3 separate regions of the Sus scrofa genome follow, and regions 1 and 2 are each linked to region 3. Evidence: chromatin contacts called from public HiChIP or PLAC-seq data. All regions are on one chromosome and are shown on one strand. The core of a region is the stretch at or near the end of the contact, and the rest is flanking DNA. Distances in the headings are between cores, read along the strand shown.

The links. HiChIP or PLAC-seq counts read pairs in DNA pulled down with a chosen protein or histone mark.
Region 1: an H3K27ac HiChIP or PLAC-seq map of skeletal muscle shows a contact between it and region 3. The contact joins two enhancer-like sites. A contact is called at or near these places in 6 of 47 Hi-C or Micro-C datasets (heart right ventricle, liver, mesenteric adipose tissue and 2 more) and 1 of 2 datasets of contacts at active chromatin or transcription factors (skeletal muscle).
Region 2: an H3K27ac HiChIP or PLAC-seq map of alveolar macrophages shows a contact between it and region 3. The contact joins two enhancer-like sites. A contact is called at or near these places in 1 of 47 Hi-C or Micro-C datasets (embryonic fibroblasts) and 2 of 2 datasets of contacts at active chromatin or transcription factors (alveolar macrophages and skeletal muscle).

Annotation. Positions count from the first base shown.
Region 1 is chr14:56,605,002-56,609,618 of Sscrofa11.1, reverse strand. LOC110256752 (a long non-coding RNA gene) reads right to left here. Exons shown (of 2, transcript XR_002338680.1): 1 at 4,477-4,617; 2 at 1,617-1,942. It overlaps LOC106506002 (a long non-coding RNA gene), which reads left to right. Exons shown (of 3, transcript XR_002338684.1): 3 at 142-886. Among named protein-coding and RNA genes, the nearest start is that of IRF2BP2, 62 kb to the right of the region's middle. Within about 2 kb of position 2,143, at least 28 of the 83 cell types and tissues checked have an H3K27ac peak or open chromatin away from gene starts, as enhancers often do. A contact at or near this core is called in liver, mesenteric adipose tissue, retroperitoneal adipose tissue and 2 more, where this site is marked.
Region 2 is chr14:56,273,207-56,277,853 of Sscrofa11.1, reverse strand. No RefSeq gene overlaps it. Among named protein-coding and RNA genes, the nearest start is that of TOMM20, 160 kb to the right of the region's middle. Within about 2 kb of position 3,178, at least 29 of the 83 cell types and tissues checked have an H3K27ac peak or open chromatin away from gene starts, as enhancers often do. A contact at or near this core is called in alveolar macrophages, where this site is marked.
Region 3 is chr14:56,449,942-56,454,442 of Sscrofa11.1, reverse strand. No RefSeq gene overlaps it. Among named protein-coding and RNA genes, the nearest start is that of IRF2BP2, 94 kb to the left of the region's middle. Within about 2 kb of position 1,527, at least 76 of the 83 cell types and tissues checked have an H3K27ac peak or open chromatin away from gene starts, as enhancers often do. A contact at or near this core is called in alveolar macrophages, liver, mesenteric adipose tissue and 3 more, where this site is marked.

The DNA.
Region 1 (4,617 bases), core at 894-3,393, 150 kb before region 3:
TCCCTCCCTCCCTCCCGCCCTTCCTTCCTTCCTTCCTTCCTTCCTTCCTCTCCCTCCTTCCTTTCCTCCTGTCCTTTCCCAGGCTTGAGTTGCCTGGGAATCCAGGGCGAGGGAAGCATGGTGCCTCTCTCTCTATTCCAGGCCATTCCTGCCACCAGTTTCCCTCCGCCCGACCTCCATTGCCTGGGTGCTCAATCCTCCGAAACTCTATGCCGTCCCCTTTTTAGTCCTGCCTCCCAACGTTCTGAAAAGATGAAGAAGGCATCCTTGTCACCTCGAGGTTGGTGACCCCGGTAGATCAAATGGCAAGCATGAGTGTCAGGGGTGATTTGAGAAGAAAGATGGAAGTTTGCAAAATGAGATTTTATAGATGGAATCTCACCATAAGAAATTTGAGAGTTCATAACTATTCTGAAAATAGTTGTTATCTGCATTAAGACAACTGTATAAATAAAGGAATCAGTGATGCAGCCGGTTGGAGAGTTGTTTTAAGAAACCTGTCACTAAAAATGCAGTATAATCCAACGGTGCCTCGCCTGCCGTTTTGCCAAGGCAAACTCAGCTGGGAGGCTGCGGGGTTTCTCCACTGCGTGGAGTCATTAGGGGGATAAACCATCAGCCTGGTCTAATTAGCATTGAAACACTTCGCAAATATTTGACTTAAGGGGTTGCAAATAGTAAAATAATGTGGAGCTGATGTCTGCAATACCTTTCGAACTCGCCTCCTAACTATAGTCACATGTGTTTTACACATCAGAGGTGTTCCTGAAAAGTCAGGTGTGAATCCATATGCGACACGGAATTATGTTTCAGACATTCTAGGGATACTTCTTTTCTTTTCTTTTTTTTTTTTTAGCTTTTTGGCTTTTTGGCTTTTAGGACTGTGGCATATGGAGGTTCCCAGGCTAGGGGTCTGATCGGAGCTGCAGCTGCTGGCCTTCACCACAGCCAGAGCGACGTGGGATCCGAGCCGTGTCTGCAACCTACACTACAGCTCACGGCAGCGCCAGATCCTTAACCCATTGAGCAAGGCCAAGGATCGAATCCACATCCTCATGGATGCTAGTCGGGTTTGTTAACCGCTGAGCCATGATGGGAACACCAAGGGATACTTCTGACTTGGAGGAACTAGGTATCAGTGAAGAAGCTACAGAGAAAGCTTAATGCCCAAGACAGCTCATTCTGATGCCCCCTCCACCTCCAGCCTAGGCTGAGCCTTTGAGGACACTGTCAGCCTCAGCAGCGTCTCTGTTTCGTTGCTGGGTCTGAGAAGGAAAGGGCTAGTCCTAGAGAAGGGTCAACGGCAGGCTGTTGTGTTCCCCAGCAGCAAAACAGAGGAGGCTGGAGGAAACCACCCAAGCGCCAAGCTCTGCAGAGGGCAAGTGAAGTCGGAGTCTAAAAACAAAAAGTGGCGGAGCCCATCTCCTTGGAGCTGTTTATATTACATAACTCAAATAAACACAGCAGTGCAGGAATGGTTCCCTTGGCGGGGGCCGGTACCGCAGGGCCCAGAGGCGAACAAAAGGCATCTCCCCAGCCCCTGGTCAGAAATGGCTTCTTTAAAACAACAACAGCAACAGCAGCAGTAATAGTAACAATACTCAAGGACACACCAGGCCAATTCAGGAGGCTATCCTGAATAAATTAAGTAGAGGAATCATTCTAATTAGGACTCAAGAGGTGACTTTTTTTCCTTTTGGCTTCGGAGATAAATCCTCATCAGCAAAGTTGATGCCAGAATGGCTATTTTCCTTTGCAAAGGAGGGAAGTGAGGCCCTTGGCCCTGCTGTGAAATCCAGCAGGAGCACAGAGGCCGCTTTCTCAGGCACTGGACAGGCGTCTGACTTTCCGACTTCAATCCCCTTGTCAGCCTGGGGCACTGCTGGGGGCGGGCGGTGGGGGTCCCCAGCCTTCTGGGAAACATCAGGCTATTCCATGGAATCTGCAAGAAGAATACAAAAAAATCCAAGTTACCAACTGGGTAAAGGGACACAGGTCCACAGGTCCCGCGTTTGAACGAAATCAGAGAGTCTGGAAATTGAGAGCAGGCCAGAACCGACTGCAAGCTTTTCCGTCAGTAGCCTGCAGTCTCCCGGGACAGCAACCCCTATCATATGCCAGGGGACAAGAATAGAAAGAAAAATTGAGAACACAGCCCTGAGCACGGGCTGGTGGTATTGGTTGCCAACAGTTGCCCCATTAGTAGGCTATGGGGACATGCGAGGGAACATTTTCTGTACGAGGCTTGTGTTTAAAAATACATCTTGCTTCAAAGCTGGCTCGGGAGTGGCTGGAGAGTGAGAGTTTGCTTTTTTTGTGCTCAGTAGGTGAGCATCTTTCGGTGACTTACTGCACAGCACCCACATGCTAGGTGACAGTGACCGAGACCTCAGCCTCGCTCCCAGCAAGCTAACATCTTAGACAATTCCTGGGTGAAAGCCGCACTCCAGAAACATCCTCGGCATTGGCTTGCTGGAGGCACATGGGGCTGGGGGCAGGAGTGGAGGTTAGCTGAGGGGAACACCTCCCCACCGAGGCCTCTGACCCTTCTTATTCCATGGATGTGTCCTTGGGGGTATTTCCCTCTCCTTGTCCTTATTCTCAAAAGGAGGACACCAGCCTCTACCCACCTCCTAAGGGTGTCTGGGAGGAAGCGCTAGCAGCAATGACTTAAAAACTTTTGGCGGGTAAAGGAGTTCCCGTCGTGGCTCAGTGGTTAACGAATCCGACTAGGAACCGTGAGGTTGTGGGTTCGATCCCTGGCCTTGCTCAGTGGGTTAGGGATCCGGCATTGTCCTGAGCTGTGGTGTAGGTCACAGATGCGGCTCGGATTCCCTCGGTGGCTACAGCTCCGATTAGACCCCTAGCCTGGGAACCTTCATAAGCGGCGGGAGTGGCCCTAGAAATGGCAAAAAGACAAAACAAAAAACAAAAAACAAAAGACACCTTTGGCGGATATGAAGTTCATGATCAAGTGCTGGATGATGGCTTCCCTCACCTACCCTCCCTCATGTGTTACCTAAGCACGCATCCCCTTAAATGCTTTGCTGACAGACTGCCCTGTGGGGTGTGAAGCTGGTCTGCCAAGAAGACATCTCTGGTTCCTCCAGAGAGGTTTGCCTTTGCAGGAACCGCTGAAATCCTTCCATGTCCAAACGCATATTCTGGATAGAAAACAACAGGTGATGCACTGCAGAGGCCAAGAGGCTGTTAGGACCCGCCCATGGGTGCCTGGGTTGGGTCCCCCTTTCCCGGGGGGGTGGGGCGGGGAGATGAGAGGGGACAAATCCACATGGCAGGGTCAAGTTCAGGTCTGCCTTGAAGAAACCCTGGGGACCTCCTTCTTGAAAAACAAGTGGGACAGTGTGACAGCTGCGTAAGGAAGCCAGAGAAAAGGGTCCCCGGGGAAACCTCCCCAGGGAATGCTCTGCTTGCGGGAGGCAGTCAGGAGTGACACAGAAGACAGACAGCAGGAGGGGGGACAGCCAGGCCCCACAAGCTCTCCAAGGAATCCAGAATTAGGAGCGCCCCCCAGATGTGGAGTCTGATGGTGCCAGGGCGACAGCAGCGCTAACAGTGATGATGGTAGATATTCTTGGGGCCTGTTTGCAACAGACTGTCCTGAAGCCACGGCCCTGGAGGGGCCCTTTCTGGAAAACATCTCCCACTCTGGACTCCTCACAGCTCCTGTGGTCGTTTCCTTTGGGGGGTTTTTATCAACAAAACACACCCCAGGTTTTACGGTTGCCAGATATTGATGGCTACTTTCAACTCCGGTCAGTGGTTCCTTAGGGCACACGGGCAGTGGGACATCAGGACAGGAAGATGGGGACCAAGTGTCTATTGGGAGACACGATGCCCTGGAGGTGAAGGCAGACTGCATGACTGTCCCCATCTGTGGGCAGAGGCCCCCTCTGAAGCAGGCCAGTGGACCCTCCTACGGAAGCAACTGCCGCTGGACTTGTAGCCCAAAGGCCTGGATCTGACTGACTCCCAGGATCGACCGTGTCCAAGGCGAGACCTGGGCACATTATTAGTGAACCTTTCTGAGATTCAGTGGCCCCACCTGTGAGCTGGAGCGGAGGCAACCTCCCTGTCAGGGCAGCTAGGGAGTTCCAAGGAAGCACCTGACTCCCGGACCCGAGGAAGGCTGGCTGGATCAGCAACATCTGTACAGGGTGTGCCCTCCCTAGTCACCTAGCAGGTGGGGTGTCTTCTGGTCCCCTTCCCTGGGGGGAAGGGGCGCAGAACCCAGAAGTCAGCCTGCCACCTCGCCAGTGGTCCCTTCCATTGCCACCCCTGTAGCTCCTGGTTACAGAGGGGGGAGTCTCCCTCTTTCAGGCCCCTAGGGTACCACCTGGAGAACTACAGGCCCAGAAAGAGTAGAAAAAGACGGAAGCTCAGTGTTATATTCTTTCTAGATGAATCTCCAGGCTGCAGCCACCGCCCCAGGCGAGTCCCGGGCCCGCAGCAAACCTGTCTGCTGTGGGTCTGTCTCAACATGCTGCTTGGAAAGTCCAGATTTTCAGTGTAAACTTTGTTCTCCCTGCCCTTTCTTCCGGGATTCACAGAGGCAGCTCTCTCTGCAGCCCGATCTGTCCCCATCTCCTTGGTGCT
Region 2 (4,647 bases), core at 1,929-4,428, 180 kb after region 3:
GGTTTTTTAAATCAACTTTATGACTTTTCCAAAGAATCCAACTTTGGGTTTATGGATATTTCCTATTTTATGTTTGTGTTTTTGTTCATTAAATTCTGTCTTTTTTTCTTTCTTTGGATTCAGCTAGTGGGCTATAATTTCCCTGCAGGCAAATGTTATGTCTTGTTTGCTATATATCATCTAGGGCCTAGTATAGTTCCTGGCACATAGAAGATGCATAATAAATATTTAGGGAAAGAGCTGAGAGAAGGGAGTGAAGAAAAACAGGGAGAAAGAGAGAGACATAAGGAAGGGAAGGAGTTGAAAGGACAACAGAATTGGAATATAAGCTGCCCATGTACCTGGGAGGTTAGTTGCGAGATACTTCCGTGTGTGCGCACACACGTGTGCGTGTGCACACTCGGGCCTTTTATTTTAAACAATGTAGTGTCATGACTCCAAGTTCAGCTCAAAATGGGAATTATAAATATATCTAGAAACTCACAGTATTTTCCTTGAAAGAATTTTACGGCGTGTTACTCAGCACACACTCCTGAGGTCCCACCATGGATCAGGCCCCACACTAGACACTAGACACCAGGGAGGAAACATGACTAAGAACTTGTTCCTGCCCTTCATAAGCTCAGAGGAAAAATCTGGGCAGTTAACAGATGGGCCAGATCCAAGCAGCACCTATTGCATAAATAAAGTTTTATTGGAACACGGCCCCACCATTCATCTGTGGTTACCTTCCCACCACAATGACCAGGGGAAGTCATTGTGACAAAGACACATAGCTCCCAAAGAAGGAAACATTTACTATCTGGCCCTTTGCAGAAAGCATCGGCAGCCCTGGCCCAGGAAGTAGGCCCCTGGAAGGCAGGCCCTGGCCTTGTCCACCAGGGACAGCAGAGTGCCTGGTCCACTGGTGAGTGCTCAGCTTCTCAAGGTCCAGAAGTTCCCTGGAGCTGGCCTCACGGCTGAGTAAGAATCACTCCTCGTTATCTAACAAGGGTAAACACAGCACAATATCCAATGGGTGCCAGTGACTCTATATAAACCCCAGCTCCTCCTAGGATGAGCCCCTACACAAGATCTCATCCAGAGCCTGCAAGGTATGTGGTGCTAGTTGAGCAAATCCTGAAGCCCCAGAAGCAGAAACCATGGTTCCTGCGAAGAAGTGAGGCTGGTTGTGTGGGGTCCCCATCTCATGGCCAACTTGGGGCTCCACTGCCTTATCTTAAATCAAATGTTCCAGCAGGAGAAACGTCACCCTTCTGCCAAGACAGTATTAACAAATTTGTATGCAAGACAACATCAAAAAAGTTGTGTTCTTTTGCTCTGGACAAGGAGTCACCATCAGAGTGGACAGAAAGGCGAACACAAAGAGGCCAGGACAGCACTAGCTGACCCCTCCTGCCTGTAGGCCCACACATGCCTTTCCAGAGCCGGGCAGGGTGCCTGGATAAGTATTGCCTGATTTGGACACCAATCCACTCGGCCACTTGACTTGTCTTTCCCACAACAAAAATGTTTGCTTTTCTCTAAAACAGAGATGGTGTGTCTTGATGAAAGAACCATGCAAGGTTTTCATCCTCTAGACAACAATGTGCTAATGGAGAATTTTTGTCATGGCCCTGGCTCTTGGAGGACCAGCCTTAGTGCTTAGTTTTTTCTTTCTTTCTTTCTTTCTTTCTTTCTTTCTTTCTTTCTTTCTTTCTTTCTTTCTTTCTTTCTTTCTTTTTTCTTTCTTTCTTTCTTTCTTTTTTCTTTCTTTCTTTCCTTTCTTTCTTTTTTCTTTCTTTCTTCCTTCTTTCTTTCTTTCTTTCTTTCTTCCTTTTTTCTTTCTTTTTTCCTTCCTTCTTTCTTTCCTTCTCTCTCTCTCTCTTTCTTTCTTTCTTTTTCTTTCTTCTTTCTTTCCTTTTTTGTCTTTTTAGGGCCACGCTCACAGCATACAGAGGCTCCCAGGCTAAGGGTTGAATGGGAGCTGCAGCTGCCCTCCTACACCACAGCCATGGCAACTCTGGATCTGAACCTCATCTGCAACCTATACCACAGTTCACAGCAAAGCCAGATCCTTAACCCACTGAGCGAGGCCAGGGATCAAACCCAAGTCTTCATGGATAGTAGTTGGGTTCATTACCACTGAGCCACAACAGGAACTCCTTAGTCAGCTCTTAAACAGGGTTTTTTGTTTTGTATGTTTTTCCCCCCCGTGAGTATGTGTGTGTGTGTGGCTTTTTAAAACTGTGGTTTAAAAAAAAAAAAAAAGTTGATCTGTAAGTCACAGTGTCAGAACGGTCAGGGTGAGAGTAGGCACTAACAGGAAAGCAGGAAGCACAGTCTAAGTTGACGGGGTTAGGGAGGACTTCAGAATTTCCATTCAACACCCCAGCAGCAGTAGCACACAGACAGGACAGCCCAGACAGAGCCAAATGTCATTTTCTCTATCCTAACTTATTGATTTCTGGGGTACTTCGGAAGAACTCAGGGGAGGGTGTGGGGTGTCCACGGCTGATGATTTTCATTGTTCTCACAATTATCGTGTGTTGGGGGGGTGGAGGAGAAGGCTGCTGAGGGGAACCAGAGAGCACATGAAAACGATGGCTGGATGCAGAGAAACCCCAGCACCCAGAGCAAACCCGCCTGCACCCGTTCCTCCCACGGCGGTGTTTTCAAAAGTAGCCTCTTCATTTACTTGGAAGAGACTTCATACCAAAAATATAAAAAGACACCATCCCATCCGCCATCAGCCCAGTCATCTTGACTCATCAGCCCAGAAACACAGCTGTGGCCAGGGGGCTGCACCCCCAAAATCACCGTCCCAGAGCCTGTGACAAGTCTGTGATGACAGAAGTGTAAATCACCGGAGCTGCGTGGAACCTCTCCACGCAGATGTGCAGCCCCGCTAGATGTCAGGGCACGTGGGGGACATGCGGAGTTCAAGGTCCCTCCACAACCCTGAGAGAGAGACTTGGCCCCCCCGGGGATGTAAAGGAAGCCGCTGCTTCTTCAGAGTTCTATTTTCCATTCTGCTACTTCAAAAGGGCTTTGGGTGTTCATTGTGCTAGTTGTTGGTTTTTTTTGTTGTTTTTTTTTTTTTTTCTTTTTTTTTCAGGAACACTCATTACAAAACTGAAACCAACATCACAGAACAATGAGAAATCACCACCCCCTTCCACAAGGTCAGAGTTGTGCACACACTTCAAATCTGAAAAATGTTTTGTGTGCGTGTGAAGTGACCTACGGTGGGCTTTCCCCAGCTGCCCCTCCCCAGGGGCCTTCCTTGCCAGTCTTGCCCTGGGGCAGGGTGCCCCCTGGACACCCCCCACTCATGGCCCTGACTGCTCAGCTGTCCTCCAAGGGCCTGACACCCGCTGTCTACTGGGTGTCATCACCCAAGGTCCCCCCACCTCCAACAGCTCCCCTCTGCGCCCCCCCAATTCCAGCCCCAGTCTGACCAGCCTCCAGCCCCAGACTCCTGCTGGGTCTCCCCCAGAGAACCTCCTCCATCAGATGCCCTCCCTCTCATGCCCACTGTCACCTGCCTGCCAGGCCCGTGTTGAAGTGGGATCATCCCAGAATGGCACCCCCCTTTCGAAGCTGCCCTCTGCCAGCACCCAACACCCAGCGACCTCGGCTCAAGCTGGCCTTCAGGGACTCCCCACCTGGCCCCAACCACTAAGATTCTCCAACCCAAAGTCGGGGACGTCCTCATACACTCCTTGGGTAGCTCTTCCCTCACCCCTTCATCTGTGTCTTAACCCCGCCTGGACCTTCCTCTCCCTCTAATCTGCTCACCCAGCTGCTCTTCAAAACCCAGTTCAAGTGCACCCCTCCCCCGTAACCGTCCCCCACACCCCGGCCACAATCTCTCCCCTCCCCAAAGCCCCACGTCCCTCACTGCCTGTGCCTCTTCTCCCTTTACAGGGCGACAAAGGGTCAGGATTCTAAGGCATTGAGGTGACTCTTTCCTGTCCTCCCTCAAGGCCCCTCTCCAGCTCATTTTCAAATACAGAAAAAGTTTCCCCTTCCTCAAAACACTACCGTTCAGATATTTGTCACAGGAGACCCAACACGTCTGCGAATCTGCGATGCGTGGGGGCCCCTAGGACTGTGGTGCCAACCTTCCCCGCCCACAAGTGGTGGCCTGCCTGCCCCTCCCCCAGCCCCAAGGGGCAGGGTGGCTTTCCCTAGGGTGTGTTGAACTCCAAGTTCAAGTTCTTGTTTCCTCAGATCTCAAGGAAACTTGCGAACAGGGAACTAAATCTTCAGCAGGCCCTGCATGTTGGTGCAGGGTCTGGGCAGCGGGGGACACTGGCCGGTGGGGCTATGGCCCATGTGCCCTCACAGTCTGACCCACCAGCTCTGCCCCACAGCCCACAGGTGGGACTGCAGCCATCCTGGCCTGGCTGGTGCCCACCCAGCACCTACCTAGCTCATCCATGCTGCAGAGGCCAACCAGGGCCATCCTGGCTCACACCCTCCACATCACAGGTTCGATGCCCCCAGAGGGCATCAGCCCCCAACACACATACACCACCTTCCTTTGCCTGACCAGGTTCTGCTGACAAGGCTTCTTCCCAGGCTGGGAGATGCCAGTGTCGCCGGCCCTCACAGTGAAGATGTTTACGACAGCAGGCACTGGGGCGCTGGGCTCCCAACCAG
Region 3 (4,501 bases), core at 278-2,777:
CATAAATGGGATCACTCCAAATCTAGAGAGTCTGTATCCCCAGGGCTTCTCTGCTGAAGAACGTGCAAGGGGCTGAAAAGTGTCAAAGCTACCTCTTTGCCTTAAAGCTGCAAAAGAAGCAAACCCCAAGACATCCTAGTTGAACTTGAACTTAAATTCACCTAGTAGAAGGTGAATTTCTATTTTAGGTAGTCCTTGAGAAGTCACCAGAAATCCAGAAAAGAATTTGCTCTGAGATGCCTCTTAAAAGATTTCATTCAAAGTGGACCAAAAAAAAGGAAAAAAGGTGGCAAATACTCAAAAGAGGGCCACTGACCGACCCAAGGAGAACAGAGGCGTCTAGCCACAGTCCATGTCCCAGTAGGTCTCTCTATGTCCATTAAACAATCAGAGGAGGGGAGCCTCCTCAGAAGCCCTCAAGCATCCCTGCCCCCTCCAGGTGGAGGCACCTCCTGCAGCCCTTGGACGCTGACGAGTGTCTGCTGGTGGAAAGCTGTCCGCACCCAGCACGGCCATAAATGAGTCCATTTCCATCGCCATGAGATCAATACTACTCATTTTTCTCTTGCTGGCTCCCGAGTGATTCATGAATCTGAAAACTAGTTCATGAATCAGAGTGAGGTGGGGGGGCGGGGGCCCATTTGTGCAGTCGGAGAACCTCCATTCCTTTCATGAACCCAGCCGTTAGTTGCATAATGCTTGCCTGCCTGCTGGTTGAAACCAGCCTTGGGGGAGGGGCGGGGGAGACGCTCTTGGCTTCTACTTACTCACCTGGTCTCCTGCTTGCAAGGAAAAGAGTGACCCTGGGTGCTGATTGCGTGTCCGTCTGTCTCAGTGGGTATCTCTGTACCCTTTGTTTGCGTGGCTGTGGGTGTGTGTGCAGGTGCTCGCACGTGTGCAATGGTCTTTGTGCACACATTTTGTGTGTGTGTGTGTGTGTGTGTGTGTGTGTGTGAACGAGCAACATATGACCGGCCTCGGGCCCTTTAAACCTGAATGGGAGCCAAATTCATTTCTCAGCGGAGCTTCATAAGGAAGCACAAGACGAGGCAGTTGGAAACCACAGCCCTGCGAGTGCTGATTACAGCCTGCTAAGGAAAATGAGATTTTTATCTCACAGGAATTCAGTTATAAAAATAAAATACAACGTCTGGCTTGATTCAGCGAAATGTACGAGCACCAGGGCATTTTTAATTTTGCAGGGATGCCGGACAAGGGGAATGACCTAAAACATTGCGTTTAAAGCGAGGCAGAGGCGCGGGGAGCGGCCACAGGAAGGAAGTGGGAGTGGAGGTGTGTGTGAGAGAGAGATGGAGGGAGCGAGGGAGGGCGGGAGGTGGAGAGAGAGGGAGAAAAACCACCCTGCTGGCAAATGAATGCAGCGGGGATGATGTCATTGGAACAGTTGGAGGAGAGGGAGAAAAACAACTCGGCGCTGGGCTAATCCTGTTTGCTGCCCTGAAGGGAATGGATGGCGGCCAAGGCAGGGGGTTCTGGGAAACCATATAAGGGTGCCAAGCAGGCTTTGCCGTCAACATTAGGAACTGACAGCTTTGTTCTTTGTAACTTGGCTGCCCGCCAGAGGCCTCATTTCAGCTCTGCGGCATGATTACCCTGGACGGCCGCCAGCCCCGCGCTGAGAGCTCCTTTTCTTCTCTCCCAGCTTTTTTTTTTTTTTTTTTTTTTTTCTTTCCTCTTTCCCTTTGCCAAACATGCAGCAGTTACCATGGCAGTCGAAAGTAAAGTTTCAAAAAAAAAAAAAAAGCCACACACAACAAAGTCGAGAGGCATGCCTGGGCCCAGAGGTGCCACGGGAGCAGAGGAGCAGATAGAAAAGGCAGGTCACCTATTCATCAGTCCTCCGACGGAAGGAGCAAACACGGAGCGCTGGCTGTCAAGCTCCGGGAGGTGACTCCAGGATAAACAGAGAGGGCCTGGCCCGGCTGTTGACAGAGAGGGGCTGGCTCCCAGGCCTTGTTTTCCTTCTCTTTCTCTCTCTCTTTTCCTGAGGCATTGTGGAGTGCGTAATGTGAAACGGAAAATGTCATGATTTCCACTGGGAATGCATCCACAGTTCTGAGAAAGCTCCAGAAAGCCTGGCCCGCCAAACACTAAAGGGAGCAGGAAGGCAGGGAGAGGGTGTGGACCGTCCCAGCGGCCCCCGGTCACCGAGGTGAACCCAGGGAGCAAAAGCTGCTCAGTGGCCACAGCCCAAGGGCCCTGTGGGCGGCTGGGACACAGACAAGCGGTGACTCCTGGCTGGACTGTGCTGGGGTGCCACACCAGAGCGTACTGGCAGGGGGAGGTGGTGGTGGTGATGGTTCAGTGCAGCGGGAACCAGGCCCACCCAGTCCCAGAGGGAACCTGAGGCCAGGGACGGAGGAGCGCCAGTGGTTTTGCTTTATAAGGGGGACTCTGTGAAGAGTCCAGCCAGCTATTTTTAACAGGGTTCCTGTCTCACCTGCTTGGAAAGTGGAACATCTCCTGGGAGGTGACACATGGTGACCACAGGCAAGTCTCCAGACCGAGAGCTGGCAGGTGACGTAGAAGCGGGGTCTGGGTTGCTGGCTCCCCTCACTGTATAAATTGACACTCCTAGCCCTGGGTGCAGCAGGATGCTGGGAAGGGCCTCTTCTCGTTCTAGAAGTTTCTGCAGCAGGGGCGAACCGGGCCGTTTTGTTGGAGGAAGGCCAGGCTCTGGCAGGGACTGCTCTCCCAGGCCCGCAGCGGCCTCACTGTGAAACGTTTCCTTCTGATGGACCACGCGGGCCCTCTGAGAGGGGTCATGGCCCCTCAGGAGTGTGCGTGCTCACTGCCCCGTCCTGGGCTGGAAGTGGTGGTGTCAGGGAGGAAAGAGCCAAGGGTGCATCAGGGGAGAAGTCAGCAGGAGGACCGCAGCAGCCCCCCTCTCCCTTTATTTTTCAGGGCTGCACATGCAGCATATGGAAGTTCCCAGGCTAGGGGTCGAATCGGAGCTCCATCCGCCGACCCACAGCACCATGCAGCAATGCCAGATCCGAGCTGCATCTGCAACCTACATCGCCCCTCACGGCAACACCAGAGATTCTCCACCTGCTGAACAAGGCCGGGGATCAAACTTGTGCCCTCATGGATACTAGTCAGATTCTTAATCTGCTGAGCCACAAGGGCAACTCCTGTCCCCTAGCCTTAACTGGTGACTCAGAATCAGGAGAGTGGCCCTGATGGGGGCCAGGGTGCCATGGATTTTGCAGTTGCCACCCCATGCAGGACCTGGCTGGGCCACGTCCCTGTGTTCTGAGCTGACTTGAAGGAAAATGCTCCCTGGCGAGTTTCTAGAAACAGCACTGAGTCAGACGGCTCCCTGTCCATTTTGGCATAAGAGAGACTGAGGTCACAGTAATGGTGTGTCTGAGCCTATGAAACCTCACAGCCTTCTGACCCTGGGCGCTCATCTTCCTTCCTGGAGGGGCAGCCTGCAAAGCCACTTCTGGCCAGGATGTCTGAAGCTGCCATGGCACTTTGGATAAGGGTGGAAATCTGACTCTCTGGGCCTTTGTTTTCAGAGATCCAGCCTTGTCTTCCGCAGTCCTGAAGTGGAGAAGGGCGAGTGGTGGGGGGAACAGTCTCTTCCCTCCTGGGGTGGGGGAACCAGAGGGCTCCTGGACATCCCTCCAGCATTGCGGGTTGGCGGGTAACCATGAAATGGAGGATTTGCCCTCCCAGGGCCTCCTCTTGCCTCTGGATCCATGAATTTGACATTGCATGTATGAAACAGCAGAAAAACCATTACCTTCACTTATAGATTAATGTAGCTTGCCTATTGGGTTTGTCAGGCAGACAGAAAAGGAGGATCCTAGGGGATTTTTCTTTCCTGAGAAACCAAGAGAAAGCAAAAACAGCGCTGCATGTGTGCACTTGTGCGTGTGTGTTGGGGAGAGGAGGGGGATGGAGAAATGGTAAATGCCTTTTTAGCAGCCACAGAGACCCAAAGCAAGAACAGTATTTGCAAACAGGTTACCTGCTCAGGTTCTCCTGTGATCTTTCATTTCTGGTGCTAGTTTTTCCCCCTCATTAAAGAAACCCAATTTAATTTCTTGCTTCACTTGCATGGTAAAAATAATTACCTACAGACACGAAGCCTGCACTAAAAATCAATGTACAGAGAGAGTCCACCTTCGCCTTGGGTCATCACAAGACTTCACAGCCATAAATAGAAAGCATTTGAAATATTTCTCTTGGTAGACAGATGAGTGAAACTTGTCACCAGCCTTCTAGCTCTTGGAGAGAAGCCTTTGTGTGTTAAGGCAAGTCAGGGATCAGAAAGTCCCATCAGGCTGACATAGAGTCCAGGGCCTGTGTGCTCACCAAGAGAAGGGTGCTAGGATGATGACCAGGATAAAACACTCGAATGTGAGGTGCCAGCTCCAAGGTGCTGCTGCTGCTTTAATGGGCGCAGGATTCCTTACCTGGAGCCTAAGCCTGAAGTAGGGACATAAATGGACACTGGTGAGGCCCTGGG